Linked DNA regions of Sus scrofa: region 1 is linked to region 2. A link is a contact called in public HiChIP or PLAC-seq data. All regions are on one chromosome and are shown on one strand. The core of a region is the stretch at or near the end of the contact, and the rest is flanking DNA. Distances in the headings are between cores, read along the strand shown.

Region 1 (6,460 bases), core at 3,580-6,079, 370 kb before region 2:
GTAGATACGAATTTAAAAACCAACTAAGTTTTCAAAAATCTACCTAGTTTGGCTGTTTATAACCACTATGAGCATATCCCAAGGGAAATCTCTTTCATCTACATAGATTATTAGCAAAGCCATGGTTTCATGACTCTGTTGAGTTGTAGATGCAATGGGTGTTTTGGGAGACAAATGAACTATATGGGAAGAAAGGGTTACTCGAGGAGTAGGGAAAAAAATTAAGAAATTCTGTGGGAGAGTTCCCGTCGTGGCTCAATGGTTAACGAATCCGACTAGGAACCATGAGGTTGCAGGTTTGATCCCTGGCCTTGCTCATGGGTTAAGGATCCGAGGTTGCTGTGAGCTGTGGTGAAGGTTGCAGATGTGGCTCTGGCATAGGCCAGCAGCTACAGCTCCAATTAGACCCCTAGCCTGGGAACCTCTGTATGCCACGGGGGCAGCCCTAGAAAAGACAAAAAGACACACACACACACACAAAAAAAAAAAGAAAAAAAGAAAAGAAAAGAAAAAAACCAAAAAGGAAATTCTGTGGGCAAAAAAGTTAAGAATCTAGATTTTTAAAAAAGAAAAAAAAATGATTTAAGCTTTGGTATTTAGTTAGAATAGAAGTCAGCAAACTTTCTATATTGAAGCCCAGATAGAAAATACTTGAAGTTTTGCAGTATTTCTACTATTCAACTCTGCCAAAGCTATGGGGCATGGCTGTATTACAAAGAAATTTTGACCTGAGGACAGTCTACCCTGATTTTTCTTGGATGCATAAGAAGAAATACACTTTATTCTTAAAATGTAATGTCAGTTAGAAAAGTACATACGTCTTTCGTGCTTCTAGTGATTGGAAGGTAGACACGTTTCTGATAAGAAAAAAAGAAGGCGAAGCATTAGTGGCAAAAAATTCTTGCATCAATTTGAGTCCATGACTTGAGAGTTATTATTACTAAAAGTTTAGACATTATTTGCAAGAAAGAAAAAGAAAGCACAGTATTTGAATTAAAATGAAAAGTTGATTTCAGGATTTTTTACCTTTGTGTATTAGACTGTAAAAGAGTTTTTTTCCTTCAGAAAATTTATTAGTTTTTAAGCAGAGTGTTTTTGTTTGCTGGGCTCAGTCATTTCCTTTAACAATAGGAATTTAAAATTGGCATTGTTTAAAAAGTTTTATTGAACTATAGTTGATTTATAATGTTGTGATAATTTCTGCCATACAATAAAATTAGCATTTATGTGTATTTCAAAATCTTGCCACTAAAAACATAAAAGTGGCAAGAATGATGGCCTGAAGCAATGAACTCTCTGGATTTTGAAACCAGGAAAAAGATTTTCTTTCTTTCTTTTTTTTTTTGTCTTTTTCTAGGGTTGCACCTGCAACATACGGAGGTTCCCAGGCTAGTGGTCGAATCAGAGCTGCAGCCGCCAGCCTATACCACAGCCCCAGTAATGTGGGATCCGAGCTGCGTCTTTGACCTACACCACAGCTCACGGCAATGCCAGATCTTTAACCCACTGAGCGAGGCCAGGGATCAAACCCAAAACCTCATGGTTCCTAGTCAGATTTGTTAACCACTGAGCCATGATGGGAACTCCAAGATTTTATTTCTCTTTATTTTTCTTTTCTTTATGAGCAGGAGTAAAGCTTTTAATGCCAGAACTATTTTTTGTTTAAAAAATAGAGGATAGAAATTTACAGAAGGATATTAAGTAGGATTGAAGAATGGTAAATAAATAAGTAATGATTAAAAAAAGATTGTACTTGAGCCTTTCCCAAAGTTAGTAGATACCGGTACCTATTGGTTAGTCGGTTATCCAAGGAATTGGCCTTATGTGTTTTAGCAGCATCGCTTCTGTCTGAGATCCTTTATAAAGAAACAAGACAAAAGTCTGGATGAACATTTAGATTATTAAACTCCTTTCAGACCTCTTGCAAACTAGAATCAGTTCACTAGATTACCTTTCTCTAGTAAAAACAATGGCTTTTCCGGTGTTAATGTTTTAGAAATTTTTATAATTAAAAAAAGCTACTTATGACAAAATCTATTTATGAGGCTATTTTGATACGTTTTGCAACTTTTTTTTGGCCAGGTCTGTGGAATGCGGAATTTCCAGGACCAGGGATTGAACTTTTGCCACAGCAGCAACCTGAGCTACAGCAGTGGCTACACCAGATCCTTAATCTGCTAAACCACCTGGGAACTCCATGCAAATTTTAAAGTTTAAATTTTATTAGTTTTGTTTGTTTGTTGTCTTTTTAGGGCTCCATGTGAGCCGCATGAAAGTTCCCAGGGTAGGGGTCACATCAGAACTACAGCTGCCAGCCTACGCCACAGCCACAGCAATGCAGGATCTAAGCTGTGTCTGCGACCTACACCACAGCTCATGGCAATGCTGGATCCTTAACCCACTGAGCCAGGCCAGGGATCGAACCCGAATCCTCATGGATCCTAGTCGGGTTCGTTAACTGCTGAGCCACGAAAGGAACGCTTAAAATTTAAATTTTAAAGCCTCTCTGACATGAAGCATTTAACTCATTAACACTTTCATATATACTGCTTAATAACATATCTAGCCAAGGACTACTTCTTGTATCAGTAAAAGGGATCATTGTAAGACTTAACAATTTTTAAAAATGTTTTGTGGCATAGACAATGCTATATGTTTGCCAAACAGTTTATTTTCCTTCTGAGCACACAGGAAAGCTGTATTTCCCAATCTTTACTGCAATTAAGTTGCAGTATGATTGAGTTCTAAACTAAGGAGTGTGGTTGGAGTGTGGTTAGTTTGTGACTCCCAAACTCATCATAAAACATCTTATGTGATCTGCCATGCTCTTTCTCTTCTACCATGGCTATGCTGCCTACAGGTTGCAGGTGACAGCATTAAAACATGAAAAGAACTTAGGTCCCTGAGTCTTTTCATGGAGCTGAGACATCCTCTAATTTTCTAGCCAAACACACTGGACTCTGATGAGAGCGAGCAGTCATCTTCGTGCTTAGCCACAGATTTGGGGGGACAGGAGAGGGGCCTTGGTACAAGAGTTACTCCACCCTAGTGAATTTGTTTGCTTTGATCAGTCATTTAGTTAATAGGCTCTATAGGCCATCAGAGGTTTTAATCTATCTAACCTCAGGTCTGCTCGAGGAGAGCGGGTCTGGATAAGGGGTGTTTTGTCTGTCCTTCAGGACATAAGACAAATTAGGGATCCTGTAATCTGCATGCCAATGGGGGGCTCTCACGACTGCAACCCTTGTTCTTTTCCTGCCCTCCAGGTAGGAAAGTGCTTCCCACGATCTGGGACTGGTCTTCCGGAGCATTCTGCAGCCTTGCACAAAACTAGGATGGGGCAAAATTATGCTCAGGAAAACAAAAGGTCAGCAAGATTCTTCTGTAGATCTTGTACTATGGGTCTACTATAACTTTCTCTAAACTTTCACTTTTATCATAAATTTTAGTTCAGTTTTATATAAGCTCTTCCTGGGACACAATGCCCCAAACTGATAACTCTTGAATGCAAAAAGGAAGGAAAGTTGGAATTCTCCCAGAGCTCCATATTCTCAATAGGTTTTAACTTGTACAGAATCTGAGAATCCATGTATTAAAAACTCATGATGATCACTCAACATCATGGTCATAAGGCCAAAGACTATAAATATATTGCCTGCACTAATAGCTCCTGAGCCCCTGATGTGTGTGTGTATATATATATATATATATTTTGTCTTTTTGCCTTTTCTAGGGCTGCTCCTACGGCATATGGAGGTTCCCAGGCTAGGGGTCTAATCAGAGCTGTAGACGCCGGCCTACGCCAGAGCCACAGCAACAAGGGATCCGAGCCGCATCTGCAACCTACACCACAGCTCACGGCAATGCCAGATCGTTAACCCACTGAGCAAGGCCAGGGATCGAACCCACAACCTCATGGTTCCTAATCAGATTCGTTAACCACTGAGCCATGACGGGAACTCCCCTGATGTTTATATTTAAAGCGCTCTGCAGGAAACCACTGTGAATACCATAAATAAGATTCAGGTAATCCTAAATCTGAAATGTTTCTAGAAACTACTCCAAGTTTCTAGCTGTCTATGAGATCCTCATAGAAAATAAAAACAATCTTGGGAAATTGCTACTCTGATACACTGAAAATAACAATCTGTCTAAAGCAAACAGCACCTCAATTTCAAACATCCTCAAGGTTTAAATAAAGGAGAGTTCTGGTGTTAAAGTCAAATGAAGTTTGTAAAAATTCTACAGTGTAAATCTATGTGGGAAATAATTCTTGCAATAATAAAAAGAGCTACCTAGGACTCTTTGTCACTTATACAATTTTCTCTACTCTTCAGAACATCCCTACAAGGTAGGCATAGTTATTTCCACATTATAGATAAAGAGATGGAGTCTCAGAGAAGGTGTCTCGCTTTCTCTTGGCTACATAATCAGGATGTCATCTATTTCCAAAGTCTTTCCAGCAGGGTCCAGTGTTGTAAACCTGATTCTGTAGTGTAATTATTCCAACACTCATGATCAACACGTCCTCCTTCAGTTATTATTTTTTTGCATCCACAATCTCTCCCAGGCCACTAGGGGGATGTCTATAACCAATAACGGAAAGAACTCAAACCGTCATTCAAATGCAATCATCAATTTCTTATTACTTTGAGAGATTACCTTGGTAATTCTCTTAGAAACTAATTTTCTGCCAATGTGTGATATAAAATAGGTTGTTTTAATAGGAGTCAGTCTTGGGAACAGGAAATACCTAAGCTACGTAGTTAACAACATGATCAAAAGAACCAAAGGAAAAGTTACACTTCCACAACAGAACACTAGAGGGCTCCATAACCTAGGTTTTCCACATCAGGAGCCCACTTTCAGGGACTGGGCCAGATTGCATGCTATGTACACTATTATTTACTTATGTTTCTTTAGAACATGTCATATTTTACCCACAGATGTGTACTTTAAAAGGAAACTCTTCTGAGTTCCTGTCGTGGCTCGGCAATAGCAAACCTGACTAGTATCTGTGAGGATGTGGGTTTGATCCCTGGCCTTGCTCAATGGGATCTGGCCTTGCTGTGGCTGTGGTGTAGGCCAGCAACTCTAGCTTGGATTCAACCCCTAGCCTGGGAACTTCCATATGCCATGGTGGCCTTAAAAAGACAATCAATCAATCAATAGGAACTCGTCAAATGTAAACACTTTTCTCATATTCATTTACCATACGCATTATTATTGAAATGGCCCACACATGCCTGATATATTTGATCATCTTCCTCCTGAGATTATTTCACATTTTGGAGTGGCCTGGATGATGGGAGTCTGACTGCTGTTTTCAGGGAATGGCTTTATTTACTGACTCCTGTGTTCTCTCCCTCACATCTGTTGCCGCCCTTACAGAAATGGAGCTCCCTGCTGGAAGCCAGATGGCACTGTCCAGGGAGTAAGCAGACCAGGATACTCTTCCAAACATGCTGCCAAACCTCTGTGTAAACAAACAGGACATCTCTGGTCTCATTTTCCAGTGTATAAAATGAAGGGTTTGGGCCAGGTTGGTGGTTCTGAGCTTCGGCCATAATTCAAAATCATTTCATAAGCTGCAAAAGATGCCCGAGTCCAGGAGTCTCCATCGTGGCCCAGTAGAAACGAACCTGACTAGCATCCATGAGGATGCAGGTTCGATCCCTGGCCTTGCTCAGCAGGTTAAGGATCTGGCGTTGATGTGGCTGTGGTCAGCAGCTACTGCTCCAATTGGACCCCTAGCTTGGGAACTTCCATATGCCTCAGGTGCGCCCCCTCCAAAAAAAAGATGCCTGAGTCCCAGTGCAGACTTATTAAATGGAACTGAAGGAATGAGAGGCAGTGGCACCAAGTTATCAGTCAAGTTGAAAAGCTCTCTAGGTGATTCTCATTTGCTGCTGGGTCTGAAAATGACTCAACTGGCTTGCCTGTGAGGTCTGGTCTCGTCCATTGCTAATGTTCCAAGGCTCTACCTTGACTGGTCTGATATAAACTTTCAGACACACTGCCGACAAAGGCTTAGGTCTCCCACATTTCTTGGGACATAATTATCTCATTTGCAAATTCATTCCTAGGAGTAGGATTTCCTTCTTCAATTCACAGTGCAATAGGACAGTCTGCGAGGCCGAGCTGAACGGACAGAGGTCCTGCGACTCCTTTCTCCACCCAGCGCTGTGGAGATGGCATTCTGCATATACACTTTCACACACTGATGTTTGTGAAGGTCATTAACGATAAGAGAGATGTCAACTATCTGTCCGCTGTTAGGGAGGTTGCCTTGAAAACCCACAAAGACTTCAGGAACACATTCATTTGCTCTATAACTAACAACTGGCATGGTCTGAATACAGACTCTATGAGATACCGTAAGTTTCAGTATATGTGCGCCCAGTACAGCAGGTGCCATTTCTGTCTATAAGAACAGCTCATCTTTAGCTACAGGGAGTGG
Region 2 (6,632 bases), core at 3,668-6,167:
GAACTAATAGAATGTCTATTTTTTGAGCTATGAAAACTCAGTAAAAACTTCAAGATAAACCTTTGAAGTTGAATGTCATTTTTCCATTTGATTCAGCCTATGATATCATTTGAACTAATTGTTATCTATTTTTTCATATTCTGGATTAGGAATGTTTTGAGTCATTGTTGAGTATTCTTCACTGGAGCTGGACCACCTTAGTCTTAGGAGTTGAAGAACTCAGAGGATTGAAAGGATTCCAATTTACAGCTACACTTCTAGATTTAGAGAGACTGCGCTTTGTGGGTACCTGTTGTCTAAGGTTATTGCGTGTCTATACCTGTGAAATTTATCCCGTGTCAGGTACGATTCATTTCTTAAATGCCCTCAGGGAGAAAATATTTGAGACATTGAGAAGGTTTACTTAGGGATTACCAAGAGTTTGTTACCTTTTATTTAACCTGCTCCTGAATTGAGAGGAGAAGTTGTCTTGCTGTGATACTTGTACATTTACTTTTAAAGAATATAATAGATTGCTTGTTATTTTGATAGCAAAAAGTCATGCTAAATTAAAATTCAATACTCTAATAAAATATTACTTTATTTCTTATTTTATTTTTTAATTTTTTATGGCCACACCTGCATATATGGAAGTTCCCGGGGCAGGGATTGAATATGAACCACAGCTCTGACCTACACTGCAGCTTTGGCAACACCAGATCTATAAAGTATTATTTTAAACAGAGTCTGTCAAATAGAAATATTTTGAACAACTGATTTGGACTTAAATGCTGAAACTAGCAAGTTGGAGTTTTTTTCTGTTTAGATTTTTGAAAGAAATAATTTTGGACCACACATAATCTCTGTACTATTTCATTTCTAGGTTATGAGTACTTGTGATTTTTAGCCATATAGGAAATTATTTGAATTAAATCAAATGTTTTTATATGTATTTATTGTTCTGTTTAATTAGCAACCTGCTTTGTTCTCTTAAAGCCACAGGAAAAGCAGTTGTAGAAGAAACCAGCAAATTAGCAGAATGCATTGGAAAAACCAGAACTTTGCTAAGAAAAATTTTGTCAGAAGGAGTTGATCACTGCATGGTGAAGTTGGATAATGATCCCCAAGGATACCTCAGTCAACCCTTGAGTCTCCTAGAAGCTGTCCTTCAGGAATGTCATAATACCTTCACTGCCTGTTTTCATTCTTTCTACCCAACTCCTGCCTTACAGTGGGCTTGCCTTTGTGATCTCCTGAATTGTTTGGACCAGGTAATTTAAGTTTGTAAAATATTAGTGGAAAATATGATTTATTAATATTCTTCAAGAACATATTTTGCAGTTGCCTCAGTCTTTCTAACTTGTTTATGAAAGATAAATTAAGAAACTTGTTTGTTGTATGTGACTTAAGTAAAACCATTTTTTTTTTGTTTGCTTTATCATTCGATAGTTTTAAATTGGCAGGCATGTTGTATAGGTTCTGGGTTGCTCTTTTTACTAATTAGGGCCTTTTTGATGTCTTTCTTAGAGAATAGTGCTACAGAGGACAGTGATTCTAAAGTTACATGAATACGTAAAGAGTACAGGAGGCCGATTTTTTTTTTTTACCATGTTTAATAATTTTCCAGCTTCATTGGGTAGTAACCTAAACAGTTGTGTTTTAAAGTGTTGATATAATATTATCCTATAACATAATAATTACAGTGCCAGAGTTCTAAAAATTTTGGTATGATTTAAAAGATTGTTTACTGGAATTTCTGTTGTGGCACAGTGGAAAAGAATCCAGCTAGTGTCCGTGAGGATGCAGTTTCCAGCCCTTGCCTCGCCTCGCTCAGTGGGTTAAGGATCTGGCGTTGTCATGAACTCTGATCTATGTCTCAGACACGACTCAGATCCCAAGTTGCTATGGCTGTGGCTGTGGTGAAAGCTGGCAGCTAGACCTCCAATTTGACCCCTAGCTTGGGAACTTCCATATGCCGCAAGTGCAGCCCTAAAAAGAAAAAAAAGAAAAAAAAAAGTTTACCTTTGATATATCCAGAAACTTGGATTATATTGATGCAGTATTTCCCTTTGGTGGGCTGCCTATTTTTGTTTTTAAAAGGATATCCAGGAGGCAAACTTCAAGACATCAAGTAGCCGACTCCTTGCAGCTGTGATGTCAGCTCTGTGTCACACTTCTGTCAAGCTGACCTCCATCTTCCCTATTGCATATGATGGGGAAGTACTGCTGCGGTCAATTGTTAAACAAGTTAGCACGGAGAATGACTCCACGCTGGTTCACCGTTTCCCCCTTCTGGTAGCACATATGGAAAAACTCAGCCAGGTAGGTCTTTTTATATTGAAGCAATAAAACTGTAAATGGTGACATATTTAGCTTGGCGCTTATTCCTCTGTAGCAGTAGCTATATTTACCAAATAATTATGATTTTTACAAGGGGAGGAGTTAACATTAAGGAAAAAAATGTTCTCATGTTTACCTATAAATGAGTGATCTTTTTTCTCTGATTTTTTTATTTTAAATGATCTCTAACCTGTAAAAAACTTGTTAGAGATGTGTGATAAATTCCTATTTGTATTTTCCTGAACCATTTTAAAAGTGCAGATACTGTAAGCAAACTTTTGTATTCCAATACAGTATTTTAGATTACCAAAATAGAATTTTAAGGAAATAATTTTTAAATCATTTCTTCTGTAACATTTTGGTATGTTAAAATAAGCATTATGAAACAGTAGTCATAAGGAAACACTCTTTAGTAACTGCTTCTGGCTTATTAGAAAGCACTATGGTGAAAACTTAAATACGTATGAAAACCATATGTAATTACTACCAAGTTGATGAGAAGTTATCTTTAAAATTAAAGCAAAATAAAAAGGAGTAGAGGAGTTCCCATTGTGGTGCAGTGGAAATGAATCGACTAGGAACCATGAGGTTGTGGGTTCTGTCCCTGGCCTCGCTCAGTGGGGTTAAGGACCTGGCATTGCCATGAGCTGTGGTGTAAGTTGCAGAAGCAGCTTGGATCTGGCGTTTCTGTGGCTGTGGTGTAGGTCAGCAGCTGTAGCTTTGATTTGGACCCCTAGCCTCGGAACTTCCATATGCTGTGGGTGTGGCCCTAAAAAGCAAAAAAAAAAAAGAATTATACTTTTAACAAAATGAATAATTGATTATTTTAAGAGTTCTCCTATGGTGCAGCAGGTTAAGGATCTGGCATTGTCACTGCAGCAGCTCGTGTTGCTGCTGTGGCACAGATCCATCCCTTGCCTAGGAACTTCCACGTGCCGTAGATGTGGCCAACAAAAGATTATCTCTAAGTGATTTTATTTTTAGTCTTAGATTGGATGTTAAGAAAGTAGGAGAGAAAGACTATCACATTGTTGAGTGTGATTTACAATAATTTCATGTTGATTTTAACCGAAAAGATACTTATTTTTTTCTAATGGATTGAAAGTACACTCTATGACATACTTGATTTATCTTGGAAAGAGTGATTTAAGACCCCTTTCCACCCTGAGATTTTATGACTTTATGAAATCAGTTAAATCTGTAATGTTTCTGTAATGCAGTGTAGAATGCAGATTTCACGCTCAGAGAGTAACAAGTTGTTTTTGATAACGTAATCATAGCAAACGATTTCCTGATTTTACAGATGAGCTTGAAACACTATGAAAAAACTGGAACTAGATCCCAAATTGTTTGATTTCCTAGTTGCCAGGATAGCCAAGAGGGTCATTGGTCACGACCGGCCCTCTGATGAGATTGAGTGCATCTTGCTCTCTGTGGACCGTGGGCTGAAAGATATGAGGATGGTAAAAGAGATAAATAATGTTCATGTGAGATATCTGATTAAATTATTCATCTTTCCCCCTTTTTTTCTGGAAGAAAATATTTTCCCATTAGTCTTTCAAAGAAATCTGTAATTTCTTATTTTGAAAGTTCTTTATTAATAGTGTTTGGAATTTCTTGTCTTCACTTCTGAAATCAAGTACTATAGAAATTGTAAAACTGCACAGGAATATTTGGTGTAGAATTCCATGTTGGATGTACAGAAAGAATTTTAGTAGAAATAGATTTGTGTAGACTCTTTCTCAGTTGTTTTGCCTTTAAACATACCAGAAATAATAATTATCTCAGTTTGGAATCTGGTCTTGTAGAAAAAGCTTTTAAAACAGGAAGAGGTTTTTTTTCTGGCATACATGACTGTTATTGAAAAAGTAAATTAAAGGATAAATGAAAATGACTCAGGGTTAATAAAAAAAAAACCTTGTAAATAAATATGTGGTACTTTTATACGATACCCAGTGACTAATAATTTTAAAAAGGACTTGTAAGTGAAAAGTAGATAGGATGACTCCACATACAGCTGGATATATATGTAGACAGAGGCTCAAGTCTGAATTTTAAGTGTCGTCTCGAAAGACAGGATCTTGCAGTTGAGTCTTATGTGAAGGAAAATGAAGCAATATCTTAGAGCCTCTTCTTTTCCTGTGTCGTAGAATGAAGAGAACATCTCAGGGATGACAAGCTTCCGTGAAGTTCTCGAGAAAATGCTGGTTATTGTGGTGCTCCCGGTCCGGAACAGCCTGAGGAGAGAGAACGAGCTCTTCTCCTCCCACCTGGTCTCCAACACCTGTGGGTTACTGGCCAGTATTGTCAGTGAGCTGACAGCATCAGCCCTGGGATCTGAGGTAATGGTATATTTTGATATTGGATAATGAGCACATGTTTAAACTCTCTGCATTCTTTCTTTTTTCATGTATTTTGGTTTTATAGAAACTAATTTTCATTAAGAAAATACCTTCAAGCTAGATGGGGTTTTTCTCCCCTTCCTTACACCTCTCCTCTGCTCTTGTTTCTTCTCTCTTACCAGTTCTTCCCAGGATGTTGCAGTAATACAAAATATTGCAGTAATGTAAAATACACATTTTCCCCTTCACTGCCCCATTGCACAACCCATCACCATGTCCCAATAGAAGCAAAGAGAGTTCTCATTGCTGGGTAATGAGTGGTAGAAGTAGGACGACTAATAATGAATATGTGGTATGGAAGAGGCAAAGAGGTTCAAACCTGAGCTCTGTCCACTTAATCAACCCTAGGGAAACACACATGTAAAATGGGAATAATAATTTTTATCTGATCTATATCACAGAGTTTTTTTAAATTATAGTAAATTAGGTAACAAAATATCATAATCATGTTTATGTGTACAGTTCAGTGGCATTAAGTACGTCCACATTGTTATGCAGCCATTCTCAGAAAGTTTTTAAAGGATCAAATATTAATATGTTTGACAAGGATAAAATGGGATCCTGCTGTATAGCACTGGGAACAATATCTAGTCACTTGTGATGGAACATGATGGAGGATAATGTGAGAAAAAGAATGTGTATATGTATGTGTGGCTGGGTCACTTTGCTGTAGAGTACAAATTACAGAACAGTGTAAACCAACTATAATGGAAAAAATAATCATTAATAAAAAAGAAAAAGACACGTACTCTATGTTAACACTTATCTGTGAAATCTAAAAAATAAATGTATCTAACAAAACAAAAACAAATATGTTTGATAAAACTACTTTGAAGCATTTTAAAATGCCTTTACATTTTTGTAACTATTTTTCACCATTTCACCGCCCTGCTCATTCAGTTTTATAATTTATCTAAATGTCTTGACTGAATTTGATGAATGTTTCTAATATTTTCTAATGTTTCTAATGTTTTTTCTCCTGGAAAAGTAGACAGTAGATTGGTTTTGAAAATCATGTTATATTGGAGTTCCCGTTGTGGCTCAGTGGTTAATGAATCCGACTAGGAACCATGAGGTTGCGGGTTCGATCCCTGGCCTTGCTCAGTGGCGTAAGGATCCAGCGTTGCCGTGAGCTGTGGTGTAGGTTGCAGACGCGGCTCGGATTCCGAGCTGCTGTGGCTGGTGGTGTAGGCCGGCGGCTACAGTTCCAATTAGACCCCTAGCCTGGGAACCTCCATATGCCACGGGGGCGGCCCAAGAAATGGCAAAAAGACCAAAAAAAAAGAAGAAGAAGAAGAAGGAAAATCATGTTATAATGTGAAATATATCATTCAAGTGAATGCTCAGTAACTAGCTTGTACTCATTGGCCTCTCAGGTCTCTTGTTTGTCAACGAATGTCTTTTCTCTGTTTACTTTTATAATTCCTGTTCTTTGCTTTTTCTTCCTTATTGATTTATTTCAGAATCTATTCTTAATCTGTTCAGTCTACACTCATTACCGATTTGTAGTGAAAGTTTAGCCTATAGTATTTCTAAATGATTACACGAAGCTGAGCAGCTTGTAGTGTCTTAAGCTCTGGCCTAGGAGGTGAAACCCTTGTCAGAACATTTAAATTTTTTTGTCACTTATTCATTCAGTCTATAAGATGTTTCCCTTCTGTACTAGATCCCAGAGGAAAAGATCTGTCCTGCAAAAGTTCCCGTCAGAAATTGACTATCTAGTTATTCCCTGTGAACTTAACTTTTCTAATGAAAAGGGATGCCCCAAATTACATATGCCTAATGTATAACCTTGGGAGTTTCTAAAGGTCCTTATTTAGATATCCATATATCTCTCTTCCTCAGAGAAGTTTATAATTCTTGCTAGAGTCATTAACTTTAATTTTTTCCTCTTGTAGGTCTTCCAAACAT

Evidence for each region. HiChIP or PLAC-seq counts read pairs in DNA pulled down with a chosen protein or histone mark.
Region 1: a contact with region 2 is called in an H3K27ac HiChIP or PLAC-seq map of alveolar macrophages. The contact joins two enhancer-like sites. A contact is called at or near these places in 2 of 47 Hi-C or Micro-C datasets (embryonic fibroblasts and epiblast stem cells) and 1 of 2 datasets of contacts at active chromatin or transcription factors (alveolar macrophages).

Annotation. Positions count from the first base shown.
Region 1 is chr11:49,678,335-49,684,794 of Sscrofa11.1, reverse strand. All of the region lies in intron 4 of SCEL (sciellin), which reads right to left. Among named protein-coding and RNA genes, the nearest start is that of SCEL, 30 kb to the right of the region's middle. Within about 2 kb of position 4,829, at least 4 of the 83 cell types and tissues checked have an H3K27ac peak or open chromatin away from gene starts, as enhancers often do. A contact at or near this core is called in alveolar macrophages, where this site is marked.
Region 2 is chr11:49,303,351-49,309,982 of Sscrofa11.1, reverse strand. It overlaps MYCBP2 (E3 ubiquitin-protein ligase MYCBP2), which reads left to right. Exons shown (of 85, transcript XM_021065752.1): 31 at 150-342; 32 at 976-1,250; 33 at 2,080-2,301; 34 at 4,470-4,661. Among named protein-coding and RNA genes, the nearest start is that of MYCBP2, 130 kb to the left of the region's middle. Within about 2 kb of position 4,917, at least 2 of the 83 cell types and tissues checked have an H3K27ac peak or open chromatin away from gene starts, as enhancers often do. A contact at or near this core is called in alveolar macrophages, where this site is marked.